2 separate regions of the Drosophila melanogaster genome follow, and region 1 is linked to region 2. Evidence: chromatin contacts called from public HiChIP or PLAC-seq data. All regions are on one chromosome and are shown on one strand. The core of a region is the stretch at or near the end of the contact, and the rest is flanking DNA. Distances in the headings are between cores, read along the strand shown.

What was found. HiChIP or PLAC-seq counts read pairs in DNA pulled down with a chosen protein or histone mark.
Region 1: a contact with region 2 is called in an H3K27ac HiChIP or PLAC-seq map of the Kc167 cell line, with 2.7 times the contacts expected there. The contact joins the promoter of SH3PX1 here to the promoter of Cpsf5 in region 2. A contact is called at or near these places in 2 of 107 Hi-C or Micro-C datasets (the Clone 8 cell line and the ML-DmBG3-c2 cell line) and 1 of 6 datasets of contacts at active chromatin or transcription factors (the Kc167 cell line).

What each region holds. Positions count from the first base shown.
Region 1 is chr3L:9,709,715-9,717,252 of dm6, reverse strand. It overlaps SH3PX1 (SH3 and PX domain containing 1), which reads left to right and starts at 3,426. Exons shown (of 3, transcript NM_140091.4): 1 at 3,426-4,320; 2 at 5,101-5,753; 3 at 6,234-6,831. The coding sequence starts at 3,568. The coding sequence ends at 6,525. vsg (visgun) reads right to left here and starts at 2,929. Exons shown (of 3, transcript NM_168364.2): 1 at 2,854-2,929; 2 at 2,630-2,747; 3 at 1-1,506. The coding sequence starts at 2,702. The coding sequence ends at 1,031. It overlaps CG16711, which reads right to left. Exons shown (of 2, transcript NM_168361.2): 2 at 6,924-7,538. It also overlaps sncRNA:838.
Region 2 is chr3L:9,407,629-9,414,185 of dm6, reverse strand. Cpsf5 (Cleavage and polyadenylation specific factor 5) reads right to left here and starts at 3,148. Exons shown (of 5, transcript NM_001043132.3): 1 at 2,765-3,148; 2 at 2,443-2,707; 3 at 2,204-2,369; 4 at 869-983; 5 at 351-795. The coding sequence starts at 2,910. The coding sequence ends at 774. It overlaps CG4022, which reads left to right and starts at 3,354. Exons shown (of 4, transcript NM_001259768.2): 1 at 3,354-3,545; 2 at 3,780-4,666; 3 at 4,754-4,923; 4 at 4,995-6,557. The coding sequence starts at 4,220. The coding sequence ends at 5,973. Atat (alpha-tubulin acetylase) reads left to right here. Exons shown (of 7, transcript NM_140053.2): 7 at 1-590.

The DNA of each region.
Region 1 (7,538 bases), core at 2,177-4,676, 300 kb before region 2:
GATTTTTTGCAATACTACGGACCCCGGGAATGGCGGGGTGAGCAGAATCGATAGAACAAGTGGGCAAAGACCGGAGAAAAAATGCACATTAAATGAGAAAATTGAAACGCGTTTCCCATTGTGTTTAGCTCGGTTTTAGGTAGTACATATGTATTCTTAGTTCCTAGAATGAATCGATTTTAGTTATTCAAAAATTGTGTAAATATAATAAAAATTTATATTTCCTTTTCGTAGCTCCCTATGAATTACAGAAACAAAGCCGTCGCCAGCCGCTTTCCACTTTCTGATCTCTTCACTTTCTCGCTATCAAGCAGTCTCACATATTTGCTGTTATTTGTTCTTACTCCTCTCGTCTCGTTTCGTTTCGATCTCATAACTCATTTCTCGGTTCATGGTCGCCCTGGGAAGACCCTGTGACAGGCTCCCCGGACTCCTCTTATATAAGGCGTTGAACATCCGCTCAAGTTGCTGATAAACTGATGTTTGCAAAAAACCGTACCCTTACATATTGAATGCAATGCATTAAAGGAAAAATATTTACTTTGTTTTTACATTTTCTGTATGACTGAGATAAGGGAAGTAATTCAAGAATGTAGAGCCTGCTCCTACTATCTGGGCCCGTATTAAATCCGCTCAGGGGGTTATCGTTTCAATTTAAGAACTGACTTTACTTGACTGCCGTTTGTATCTCTGTGTGTGTGTGTGTGTTTTGTTGGGGAATCGGGGTATAGGGGCATCTCTTTGGATATTAATTATATTGGGTAATATGGTGTGGCTCCCCGCTTTTAAATTACGTGTGCAGCAACCGATCTCGGGCCGACGGCGAGCAGTTTTGTGGAGCTGCAGCCGCACCACCACCACTGCCACCCATGTGGGTGGGTGGTGGTGGTGGCGGCTGCGTTGGCGGCGACCTTAGCGGTATCGAAGGCTGGACAAACCGCACGCGCTCCGCATCCGTGGATGCGGCACTGCTGCTGGCCGCCGCAGCTCCGGCTGCCGCATTGAAGGCCGACGTAAAGGCGGTGGCGGCTCAAAGGGTGTGGTAGTTGCGCTCGTTGCGGGCCTTGTAGAACTTGTAGGCCACTAAGCCGATAGCGAGCAGGCCCAGAGTCAGCACAATGCCGCCAATGAACGAGGATCCATCGAAATGACCGCACGGCACGGGCTTCGGCGCCGGAGTGGTTGATGTGTGTGGCGGCGGCGTAGTTGTGGTCGAGTTCGGAGACGGAGTGGTCGTAGATGTAGTTCCAGGCGTGGTGGTGGTCGTTGCCGGAGTGGTGCTGCTGGTGGTGCTGGCCGGAGTGGTGCTGCTGGTGGTGCTGGCTGGAGTAGTGGAAGTTGTGGTCTTCTCAGTCGATGTGGTAATTGGTGGCGTCGTCGTGGTCTTTTCAGTTGTGGTGCTCGTGGTTGAGGTCGACGGTGGCGTCACAGTAGTGGTGGTGTCCGGCGGAGTGGTGGTGTTCTTGGATTCCTGGGTGGTGGTGTCCGCTGGAGCCGGTGTGGTCACTGCTAAGGCAAATAAAAAGAGTTTATAAATATTAGCTTATGATAAGTTCGTAAAACTATTTCACATCAGATAGACTCAAGTGTAGTAAATATTATAGTAATGAACCCAATGTGTGGTTTTTTTTAATCAACCCTTTTTGATACGTTCATATTTCTTATTTCAGAATGAATACATCGTAAAAAAATAATTTTAAGTAAGAACAGCGCCTATCATAGCTTCAAAAAAACAGGGCTTGTGTGCAGTAATCAGCAACGAATATTATAGATAAAAACTTATGCGTCACTCCAAAGTTAAAAGCAAATAAATTGGTAAGCATGATAAGTTCACAACGACTCTTATTGATCGATTTCCAATATTTCAAAAAGCACAACGAATACACATGTTTTGTAAGAATTGAAAATAAAAATAGTTCCATTGCACATGTAAATGATGTCAAAATTGTCAAACAAAATAGAAAAACGTAACAAAACAAATTGATTTGGTTCGGAAAATAAAGATTACTATATTCAAAATAGGCAGCATTTAGGTGATATTTATTTGTATGCAATAATGGAATTTAAGGAATGGAAATTTAAGAAAGCTGAAAAAGTAAACATTAAATTGTTTGTCAACAAAATATGGTCAAAATCTCTTTAAATCCTAAAATATGTACAAATATTTTCGTATGGTAATTAGGACGTGACGATTTAAATAAATGCTTGCGAACAAAATATGGTTACAGCTCGGTAAATACATATTTACCAAATGTCCACAAATATTAACGTATGGTAATGTGACAATTTACGGACTTTCGTAAATTCCAAGTTTCTTTTGGAAAGCTGTAGATTTGCAGTTCTTATGCGGAGAACATTCCCCCAAAGTCGGAGTAAGAGAAAATGGCCGGAGAATTGATATTCAATATAGGAATTGGCATTTAAAAAACCCCCACATCCACACACACGCACATTCATGCACACACACACCCACATGCCCGCACGGCGCACACACGCGAGGGGTTTGCGCACACGTACGCATGCACATGCAAGCGTGTGTGTGTGTGTGTCCGAGTGCATAATTGAGAAATGAGTGTTCGGCGTGTCTTCAATTCGATTTTAATTCGGTGTAATTTGATCAAAGACTCACCTTCTTCGCACAAATTCGCGGAGAAGAGGCCCACAAAGAGGCACAAGATTAGGAATTTCGCCTGCCGATTCATTGTGGTCGTTAAACGCTGAGTACTCGAACGACAAAGTCAGCAAATCTGCAAGGCAAAGAAAATACGTTTGCGAAGTGGTTGGGGATTAACAGATACCGCTGGAGTCAGTATTGCACAACTGGCGATGTCGCCGAGCTCCGATTTCGCTCACCCACAAATTAAAGCAAGGCGCAATTAAGGAATGAATAACACGACACGAAGACCAGATTCTTTTATGCCAACTCGATACTTCGATGCATCCCGATACATCGACAGCTGAGCCGTGCTCTGCAGCCCTGGCACTCGGCGCTTATCAGTAGGGGGAGACCGTAATGTAGTTGAAACGCCTCGCATTTGGTGCAATATAAAATTATGATCATAAATTTGTCCTTATATTTTACTTGATTTATTACTATAAAATTGTATACCCACCTAGCAATTTATTTGAAATATTTGTAGGTTAAATCTATATAAACATAAGTAATTTTTCACAGCTAAATCTTTCTTGATAACGCAATAACTCATTAATTTAATTTGATCGACTTAAATGTACCATTTATATTATTTTATTTTAGTGAGTATATAGTAGTAGTACAGTATAAATATGAAGTTTTTATAATTATTTATCAAATTAGAGAGTGCCTCTGTTCCAAGTGTAGAATTCAGGTGTGTTGGGGGAATACCCCTAATAAAATTGCTGTATCATCATTATATCTTGTTGCTGCAGAGCGAAGAAGACGTCAGTGTCAGTTTAATTCCGTAATCCAAGAAACGGTAACACTTCACACTTGGTGATTCAGAATTAGTAGATATTTCTTGTCTGTTTATGGCCCCTGTGAAGACAGGACTCGAATTAGCGTAAAGGAACGACCAGGAGAGCACCAAGATGACCTCGTACGTGCGTGCCATGTACGACTTTACCGGGGAGCCGGGCTCCTCGGAGCTCTCCATCGCGACTGGCGACGTGCTCTCGGTGACCCGGAGCGATGTGGGTGAAGGCTGGTGGGAGGGCAAGAATGCCCGTGGCCAGATTGGCCTCTTCCCGGCTGCGTACGTGGAGGTGATGTCGGCGGCCGAAGCCCAGAAGCTGAGCGCCAGTGGAGCGACGTCGGTGCCACAGGTTCCGGATCCCTTCGCCTCGCCCCCTTTGCCGCGTTACGATCAGACGGCGGATGATGATGGCAGCAACTGGGATGATGAGGACGATTGGAGCGACGACAATGACACGTACTCGGAAATTGGTCCAGGTGGCCAGAAGTCTGCGGGACAGTCGGCTCGCGCTGGCGGATTGTCGCATTCCACCAGTGACTACGATAACAAACACCTGCCCATCGCGCCCAACGATGATACCCAATCACTGGCCTCCGTGGCTGGTGGGACTGGTGCTGCTGGCACCGTCAAAAAGGGCATGTTCGCCAAAAGTTCCGATTCATATATACTCGGCTTGTCCAGCACCAAGGAGAAGATACCCGAATGCGAGATGGCCTACATTACACAGGTGGAGGACTCGATCTACCAGTGGACGCAGAACCATTCGCCCTACTCCGTTGTGGTGGCCAGTCCCAAAAAGGAGTCCAAATTCAAGGGGATGAAGACGTTCATTGCCTACCAACTGACGCCTAGCTTCAACAACATATCCGTAAGTTGGCCAACCCTGATATCGCCGTGATTAACAACACAATACGATAAAGCTCCGACCGTTGGCGCATGAGTGTGTAACTACGGGTGCAATATTTTGTTGATAATATGTGTCTGTGCTGTGTTCGCTACCCTCTGCCAAGGGTAATTTGGGCTGGTTCATGTGCTCACGAGCAGATGGAATGGAATAAAGAAAGACCAATCCTTTGTTTATCGAAACTCCGCACTAATTGCCGGCCAACATTTTCCAACTGAGTTGACCTTAAAAGTGACCCTTTTTTGCTGAGAAAATTTAAATGGAGATCATATCCATTTCTTTAATTGGTTTGTTTTATTAAGACTCTGAAAATTGGCTAAATTTATCTTTTTATTTGTTAAAGTTTTAATACTATTCAAAGCTATAGTTCATTTCTTATTAGCTACTTAAATAGTATTTTGATAATTTCGATCAACTTTATTCATTACAATAATGAGAAGCATAAATGCTCGACATTACTTTCGAACTGAAATCAAAGCTCTTTGTAAAGTTCTTTCAGTCCATTAAAATACACATACAAATAGGTAGAGCATTACAGAGTCGTAAAAGCACTTAAAATTCTTCTTTGTGGGGGCAATTCTGACCAACTGGTAGCCAGCGGCACTGCGATGATTGCTTGTGCTTGCGAACCGCCACGGGGAATGACTCAGCAACGAGCTCTGACCCCCCGAGCTCCGGGCTCCTCTTTGCGTGACCCAATCACAATTAATTGGTCATATCTAATCTGGGTTTCCCTTTCGTTAGGTGTCACGTCGCTACAAGCACTTCGACTGGCTGCACGAACGTTTGGTGGACAAGTTTTGCCTGATTCCGGTGCCACCGCTGCCGGACAAGCAGATCTCCGGCCGCTATGAGGAGCAATTCGTGGAGCATCGACGTGTGCAGCTGCAGGAGTTCGTCGACTGGGTGTGCCGCCATCCGGTGATCTCCAAATGCGAGGTCTGGTACCATTTCCTCACTTGCCGCGACGAGAAGATCTGGAAGTCGGGCAAACGCAAGGCGGAACGGGATCCCTACATGGGCGTCAACTACTGCCTGGCCATCTCGCCGCCGGACAAGAACCTGCTGCACTCTAAGGTGGACGCACAGGTGGAGCTGGGCACCCAGTTCATACACAGCATGGACGTGGCAGTACGCAACCTGAACAATATATCCAACGACATGGCCAAGCGCTCCATGTCGCAGAGTAAAAAGGAGTTCCAGCGCATTGGCGACGGACTCTCCGACCTGGCCAAGGCATTGGCCATCGATGAGCGGCGTGCGCCCACCCGAAACGCGGTTCCGCTCTCCGAGAGCGTCGGCCGCATCGGTGGCATCTTTATCGGTATTGGACAGGCCTTTGGCGACCAGCCAAAGCATGATTGGATTCCCCTCTCGGATCGACTTCACATCTACAGGTGGGTTGACGTCTCTATAAGTGATGGGAAGCATAGCACATTTCGTTTCATTCATCAGTAATTGATTAGCTGACTGAAAATGGGAATTCCACGACATGTGTCATTTCTATACTAGAAGTTACAATAGGCACATACATATATGGCTGAATTACTCACAATTAAAAATTTTCGATAGATTACTTTCTTGTAAATTGTTTTTAAGGTATCAAGTTTATTTATAAAGAACTCAAATTGTTTACTTTTAAGCAATGAATCAATGTATAGTTTCGCGAGAAAAATCGATTGTTGGCCAATAGTTTATTTTAGATTATTGTGGTTCTTACGCTGACTGACCTTTAGTTTAACAAGAAATATATACATAGATATACATATGTATAATATATATATAACTTCTAGAGAATGTGGTAACTTTCCGTCGCTATTTGTTTATAGAACGATCTAGAAGCATTATCTAATTCTTACTTTCACTTTTCCAAATAGGGGCGTTCTCAACTGCTTTCCGGACATCTTCTCCACGCACAAGGGTGCCATACAGAAGCGAAAGGACTGCGAGAAATTGGCCGGCGAGGGCAGGATGAATAATCCCCAGTTGCACGACGTTAACCGGCGCACAGATGTCGTCTCCTACACGGTGCTGGCCGAGCTGACCCACTTCAAGAGCGAGCGGGATACGCATTTGAAGCATACGCTTAAGAATTTCATTGCCGAACAGATTAAGTTTTACCAGGGCGTGGTGGCGCGCCTGCAGGAGGCCAGCCGTCAGATTGAGTAGATTGGCCCTTGGCCCATGGCGACGACGACTCATCGCTGAAGAGATCGACGGCTGGGAGCACAAAGAAACCGCACCGGGCACACACTTCCACACAGAGATACATAGCTGAAAACATTCGCACGCGCGCATTTCAAATGCCTTCGAAAGGAACTCTTACTTTAAGCGTGGTTCTAACTAAATGTTAAACAGAAAAAATATTACATAATGTTGTTTGTAAGTGAAAAGTTGCGTATTTATACAGAAATTAACTTTTATATGCCTATTATACACTGAACTTGAGATGCAAATATAACTATATTTATACAGAACCACTTGTGCAAGTGCATCATCTGCATCATAATCATCATATTTGGATGATCCAACCAAACCCGCTGAATTAAAAGTCTCGGTGGCGATTTGCTATTCTGTTGCCTTTATCAGCGAAATTCTCTAAAAGGGTTCTCTTTATTTTTCCATTTTCATGTTCATGCTTTTGCTTTGCCATTTTCGCGTTAATAAGTTTTGTGATTCTTGTGTTTGTTTGGTTTTTTTGTTTTTTTTTTTTGTATCTAGAACATAAGTGTTAGATTGCACATGTTAGGGATGATGATTTCATAAATAATCAGCGTAATAACTAGTAAAAACAAAAAGAAACACATTTCGGAATGGATACAAAATCGGTTGTTTGCCTTTTAGCGCTGCGCTTTGTTTTCGTTTGATTTTTGGCGAGGTCATAGGTGAAGGTGAAGGGTCCAAGGATTGTCCTGGCATTTTTGGAGGATAGTCGGATGTGGGTTTCCAGGGATGGGAATCGGGTTGTGGGGGGATCACTAAGTGTAATACATCTAGATAAAAACGCTATATACAGACACACGAGTTAATAATAATAATAATAATATAACGCAGCTTGAGATAATAATAATAATAATAGATTTTGGTTAACAATAATACAATAATTAGGTTTTTTTTTGCTTTTGCCTTCCGCTTTCGCGCTCTACATTATTTTTTGTTTACTTGTCGTGTTTTTTTTTTGT
Region 2 (6,557 bases), core at 1,899-4,398:
TAAGCATAATTAAACAAAAATCTAATCTAGTCTGTAAGATTGTATTGTCTAATCAAAATAACACACCAAACGGTTCCTGTACTTCAGTTCGATGATTTCGTTGTGAGCTTCTTCTCCGACTTTTGTTGATTTGTTCATTTGTTACAAGCCACGCACACCGAAGAGCATCCGTAAACTAAACTAGAGCCTCACAATTAAACGTTAACAATAGCAAATTGAAATATACGTAGATTAATTGCCGCCGGTACTGAGCTAGATAATTTTACAACACATACTCGTCTTTGGTTGAAAAGATCCTTTATTAATAATTTCGCTTTGTACTGTGAATTTGCAATAGCCCTTAATGTTATCCAGCCCGTGTGTATCTTCCAATTACAGAAAACGAGAATATTTCGAACAAATCTATGCCGAGTACATGCTATAGGGATAGCGCCAGTTGGCCAGAATGCATCTTCATAACCATACTTAAAATTTCTTAAACATTGTCTAACATTTAGTTGATAGAACAAAACCCCCAAAATGCAAATAGATATTAAAGATGAAGATATACAAATAAAGCACAAAATTTTGTCGACTCTATTTGCCAAGTGAAAGAGACTGGCTTTCCATTTTATCTGCAATACAATTATGTACGTTTACACACACACATGAAATGGAAATCTACGGGCTGATCTGTGGTGCTGAAATCAGTTAGGTAGCGCTATCGTTGGTGCTGCTGCTGCTGCTGTTGATGCTTAACTATTGCTGGACGTGGGCCCCTCCTCCGTCTGCCCTTACATGTAGATAAAGTTGAATCTGCAGTGAGGAAGCGTATGTATATGTAAGTGGGGCGGCAATCTATAAACTTCGATATGCGTTACGAACTTACCTGCAGAGGGCCTGCGGCAGAGATGAGATAATGGGTCCATATCCTTGCGAGTTGTCGTATAGCTCGAATAATGGCGCAGCAACAAGCTTATAATTTTTGGGTACAGCAAATAGTGCTAGATTACGGAAAACGATAGAGACAGAATTCATGTATGTAGAGATATCAACGAACATTGAAATTCACAGGATATATCATCTAGGGATATTACAATCGGTTGTACAATTTACATATTAAGAATCATTTCGCAGCCGTATGATATAAAGAGTCGTATGCGTTTCGTTTTACATTCATAGTTGGTTACGTTAGACTAATTAATTGGATTCGCTGCGACTTGCAAAGCATGACCGGCACTTTGCTGGCCCAGCGATGTCTCCTAATATCAGTTATGAACATAATTTCAATTTAGAGCAACATTATACATGATAAGTGCGGTTCGAATTGTGCGCTGAAATGCTTCAGCTGGTGGACAACATCAGTTCATTTCAGCGCACAGCGAATGCGTAAGGGCCAAAAAAGGTATAAACAGTATTTGCTTGTGTTTACATAAACGAGTGCTTAATTTAAGGAGCGACTTGCGACCTGACTGCCCAGCATGCGTGCAAATCTGCAAAACACGCGAGATTTGGGCACATGACTGCGACAGCCAGCAACGTTACAATGCTCTTCTGCTGCCTGCCCGATGGATTGGATTGCTTTCGATAAATACACAACAACCTTAAGATGAACGACACATGACACTTCACAAAAGTAAGAATAGAAGCTAGGAAATAAATAAAATATGTAAATAGAAGGATAACATTGCTGCGCTCAGTCTCACAAGTATGTCGACATATTTACAAAATTAAGTACAAGAACAATCTTTGAATTTCGAATGATAAAAATCGGGAAATAACAAAATATGCCAACACTCAGTCCTGAGCAAAAATACAATTTGAATTTGATTTTCGACATGTTGTACAATTGGACTAGAATCAAAACTAACTAAGGAGTCGCCTGCGCCAGCTTTTGCGATCTGTTTGTTTCTTTTCTGTTTGATCTGTTCTGTTTGCTCGATTTGTTGTTCTATGGCATTGCACTCTTGAGATTAGAGTTGGGTAGATACGACACACACGGCGCTAATGGAACTGCTCAGGGTACATCGTAACTGGCGTTCCCGTCCGTATCTAAACAGCATTGAAAAGATATGACATGAGGTTTGTTAGCGTATTCGGTTTTTGGCAAACAAAAACAATCTATAGGTTATATAAAGTACATGGAGAGATGGATATTCTGGATACACGGTGTGCTCGTTATACCTACGCGTAGGGACTTACAAAACGCCCTGCGGATATTTACCCTTTTCATGTAGCTGGACGAGGAAAAGCCGCTTGTGCTCCTTGGGCTTGGTGATGTGCGGCGGAATGTATGGATATTGCGGTGGCTCAAAGTTCGGCCGCCACCAGTTCCCAATCGTGTCCTCAACAATCCACTCCTGCTTTACGCCGTCCTGACGACCCAGCGTCTACGAAATAATAAAAGTAGTGATAGTTAAGATCAAATAACAATATTTAACTATGGCGCCACGTTTGACTTACCTCGGATAGCAATCTCTTGAGGCCCTCGACCTCATCCTCGCCGGCGTTTAGCTCGCCACCGGGCAATTTGAAGAACGTGGTGCCCAGCTGCAGGAGCAAGACATGTGGCAGTCCGTGCTCGTGGACCAGAAGCACTCCCTCGACGGAGCGCCGCATTCCGATCCGGTCGAATTCCTCGCGCATCCGCTGGAATCGGGATGGCACCGACGGATCCTTCTCAAAGAGCGGCTCCTTGGTGCCGAATGTGTAGTTCGTAAGGGGGTATCTGAAACAATCGATCGATCTATGATGTGCGTCTATGAATGAAATGTGTTGTACCCACAAGTTGATGGTGCGATTGATGGTTAGCGCCTGGTTGGTGTACTTCTGGGTACCGTTGTTATTGCTGCTGGCTGCATCCGCTTGGCCTTGGCTTCCGCGGCGCGGCCAACCGGAGCCCGATTTGTTTGAGACTTGCGAGGACGCCATTTTGTTATACACACACCCCTGTGGGAAAATTTGCGGGACAAGCTGGCCGACTTTCTACCAAATCCTTTGGTTGTGCGTTGGAAACTTGTATTCCAATAATATTATAATCCTTAACTGTTTATTTACAAGTTATACTATAAATGTAAACCCGTTTTAAGCCGCTTAATTACACTTTTCTGTCCAGCGCTTGTGCAAAAAAATTAACCGGCTGGACGAGGGCTGCACGTGAATTGATTGATGATGAGCAGAACTGGTTCGTTGAACTAGATTATGGAATTAATCGATTTCGTACTTTGTGTGAAATAAACTTGTAATGACCTTTTGCTTAATATTTATTAAAGATTTATTCAATTTTTTGTTTTATTTTTAAATGCAGTTTTAAATTATTGTTTGTTTACATATGTAACGACAGCCCTGGTGTTTCTTGTCTAATGGCAACGCTCTGAAATTGCGCAGCAACCCCATCTGGCCACACTGACCCATTAGTTTTTTGTTTATGTTGGGTTGTCGGAAAAATCGGCTGTTTTCCGTGTGTCCGTCTGCCATGAAAAGCTGCTAAAAAGCTAAATATAAAAATCAGCGCAGCACACACGTTCCGCTGCCTGCATTGTTTGCCCATTCTAATGGGAAATTATGTGAGTGCGAGTCAGGAAAACGCATCGTGTGTGTATATATACATATATACATAAGTATGTAACTGCGCCCGTTTGTTTGTGTGTGTTTTTGTGTGCATGGTGCAATGGAAAAGTGATTATTATAAATGAAAATCAGTGAAATGTGTAAGTGTGGCACCGCAAACGCTTTGAACTTTTCCATTTTCATGTTTTCACCTTGTCTTCTCTTCTCTTCTTCACCCACCTCCCCCGTAGTCAACCAACTCCCACTTGTGCGTGTGTAGGAAGGCAGAAGGGTGTTTTGCATTCGTGTGCGTGCCAGATAAAAAGACTTTGAATTTCTGGAGGATATTAGTGTCAACTGTGTGGGGTATAATACGCCGTAGGCCCTAATATGCAGGCAAGTCCATTAATTACGCCAAAGGTCACAGGTTAGGCACGCAGCCAGGATCCAAGGAGCAATAATAATGTTGTATGAAGGCGACCTGTAAGCGAGAGCGAGAGAGCTGGTGTTTTGGTGTGAGTGCGTGGTAGAACAAAGAGGACGAAAAACACGGCTAACGAATTCGCCGCACGACACACTCGCCGCATGGCGAATTCAAACGTATCCCAGTGAACGAATGAGAAACAAAAGGATATCTTATTGAAACTGATTAAACTAAAGACTGCCGAATAGTTATATAAAATCCAAAACCATGTCTGCGGCCGAACTCGAGGCGGAGGCTTCAGCCCAGGAGCAACAATCCCAGCAACAACAACAAAATCAATCACAAAGCGAGGAGATAAATACAAACACTGCCATCAATGCAAATGCAACCACAACAAATAGCTACAACAATAATTTAGATACGGAAACCCAGCTTCAGATGCACCAGGATCCGCAGCAGCAGCAGGAACTCGAGGGCAATAGCAACAATGGCATCACAGGACTCGGCCTCAGTCTGATGAACTCCTCACCGCCGCCGCACAGCTACCGACATTCGCGGGCCTATCGCCACTTCAAGAATCCGCCACAGCCCCACATGTGCATCCGCACCACCACGGAGGCGGGCGAGGAGCTCTTCATCAATGTCCTCAGCTGGACGCGCATTGTGATACCGCAGGAGCCCAGCGATCCCATTCCCCTTTACGGAGGCATGCGGGTAAGATTCCTTAGATTAAGTGTCCTCAAACATTCACGTCGGTGTTTCCTTTATTAGTTATTTATGTTAATGTTCTTATTCATTAAGGTACCGCCTGGCAGCCCACGCAGTCCTCCCATTGTCTTTGCCGTAATGGCCAATCCGGAGGTGCTCAAAGACTCCGGACGTCACAGCAAAGATCCTGAGGAGCGACGAGCTATGGTGGAGCTGATGTGCGACTTTGTGGAGGCTATGAATCCAGGCGTGAAATTAGTCAGGTATATAATAACACTATTAGTTTACTGCCCGATTAAAAACAAGAATAAAAATATATGTAATACATCTCCAGAAACGCCGTAATACTCAAGGATCGCGATATCTCCGGCGAGCTGAAGGATGTCTGGAATGCCGTTCAGGCGCAGCGCGATCGCGAGAGGGAGGAGCAGATGATGCAGCAGCGCCAGCAGCAGCACTACCAGAACATCACCACGCAACAGATGTTTCCCAAATCGCCGGATGCATCGCGGGCAGCTAGTGCTGGTGCTGCAGTGAACGAGGCCAGCTCGCCGCCGGCTCACTTGTCTGAGCCGCTGCTGGTAGAGCAGGGAAATGGCAATGGCAATGGCATCACCCTGGCCGTGTTTGCCCAGCAGCTGGACAACAAAGTGGCCAGCGAGCAGGGTGAGCAGCAGGAGCAATCGCCAGTTTCGGAGGATGCTTGCGTGGATCAAACGGATGCAGGCAGCTCGCTGAATGGATCAACAACTGTGCTGGACAATCAGCCGGTGGCAGTGGAGAACGAACCAGAAGTAAAGGTTGCACCACCGGCAGCCACAAATGGTGCTAGCACTCCCACACCCAGCCACGCAACACCCACAGTAACAGCCACAGCCACATCATCGCCCAGTCCAACTCCAACTCCCGTTGTTGCTCCCGTCGTTACAGCAACTCCTCCACCTGCTGCTCCCGCAAAGAAGGAGAAACTGGGCGGCTTCCTGCCCAACGGCTGCATCTTCCCGCGCTTCAAGAACAACAAGCACAAGGACAAGGACAATAGTCACAAGGAGGGCAAGAGCAAAGAGAAGACCCTGCTGAATGCGCTGAAAAAGAGCAAAGAGAAGAAGGTGGCGCCCAGTGAACAGCCGACAGAAAAAGCCGCCGCCTCGGACAACGGAACAACGCAGTACGAGAAGAACTGCATCAACAATCTGGAGTGCGAGGTGCAGAAGCTGGACTTGAACAGCGGCACCAATGGCGACAATAGCATGTTCATCAAGCTGAAAGTTTCGCCGGCCAATGCCACAGCAGCGGCAGCGGCGGCCAAGTAGAGATAATCCTGAATTTACACACAAAAAAAAAATAAATAAAATCTCGTAGGTAAGTGGGAAGTTAGGACGATAGAGAGCCAGAGGAGGCGGCACTCTACCAGTGAACAGTGTCACTGTGTCAGCACTTAGGGCTTAGAGTCGTGGATAGAGTCGTGTAGCATATACAAGATTTATATATACAGATATATATACAAGCATTCACACACCCGTTTTTACACCGTTGGTCAATTTTTTGGATAGCCACTCAGAACCAGGACTAGATGAACTAACAGTTGTGCCATGCTCCAGCTCATAGACATTTATAGACGACAGCGCTTCTCCCAGGATCTTCCCCGGCATTTAACTGACAGAATGATAAACGTATTTACATAGTTCAATATATGTATGATTCGCATACAGTTTGCCTTATATACAACAAGCCCGAGAGAGCGACAAGAACCTAGCAAGAACCAGTTGATAAACACGAGAATAAATGTATTTAAAAACATAATCGTCGAATGAAACTCATGCGCCAAATGAACTTACCAGACTAACTACTAGCTCCATTCCCAAATTGTCACATCATCTCATCGTGAACCATACAC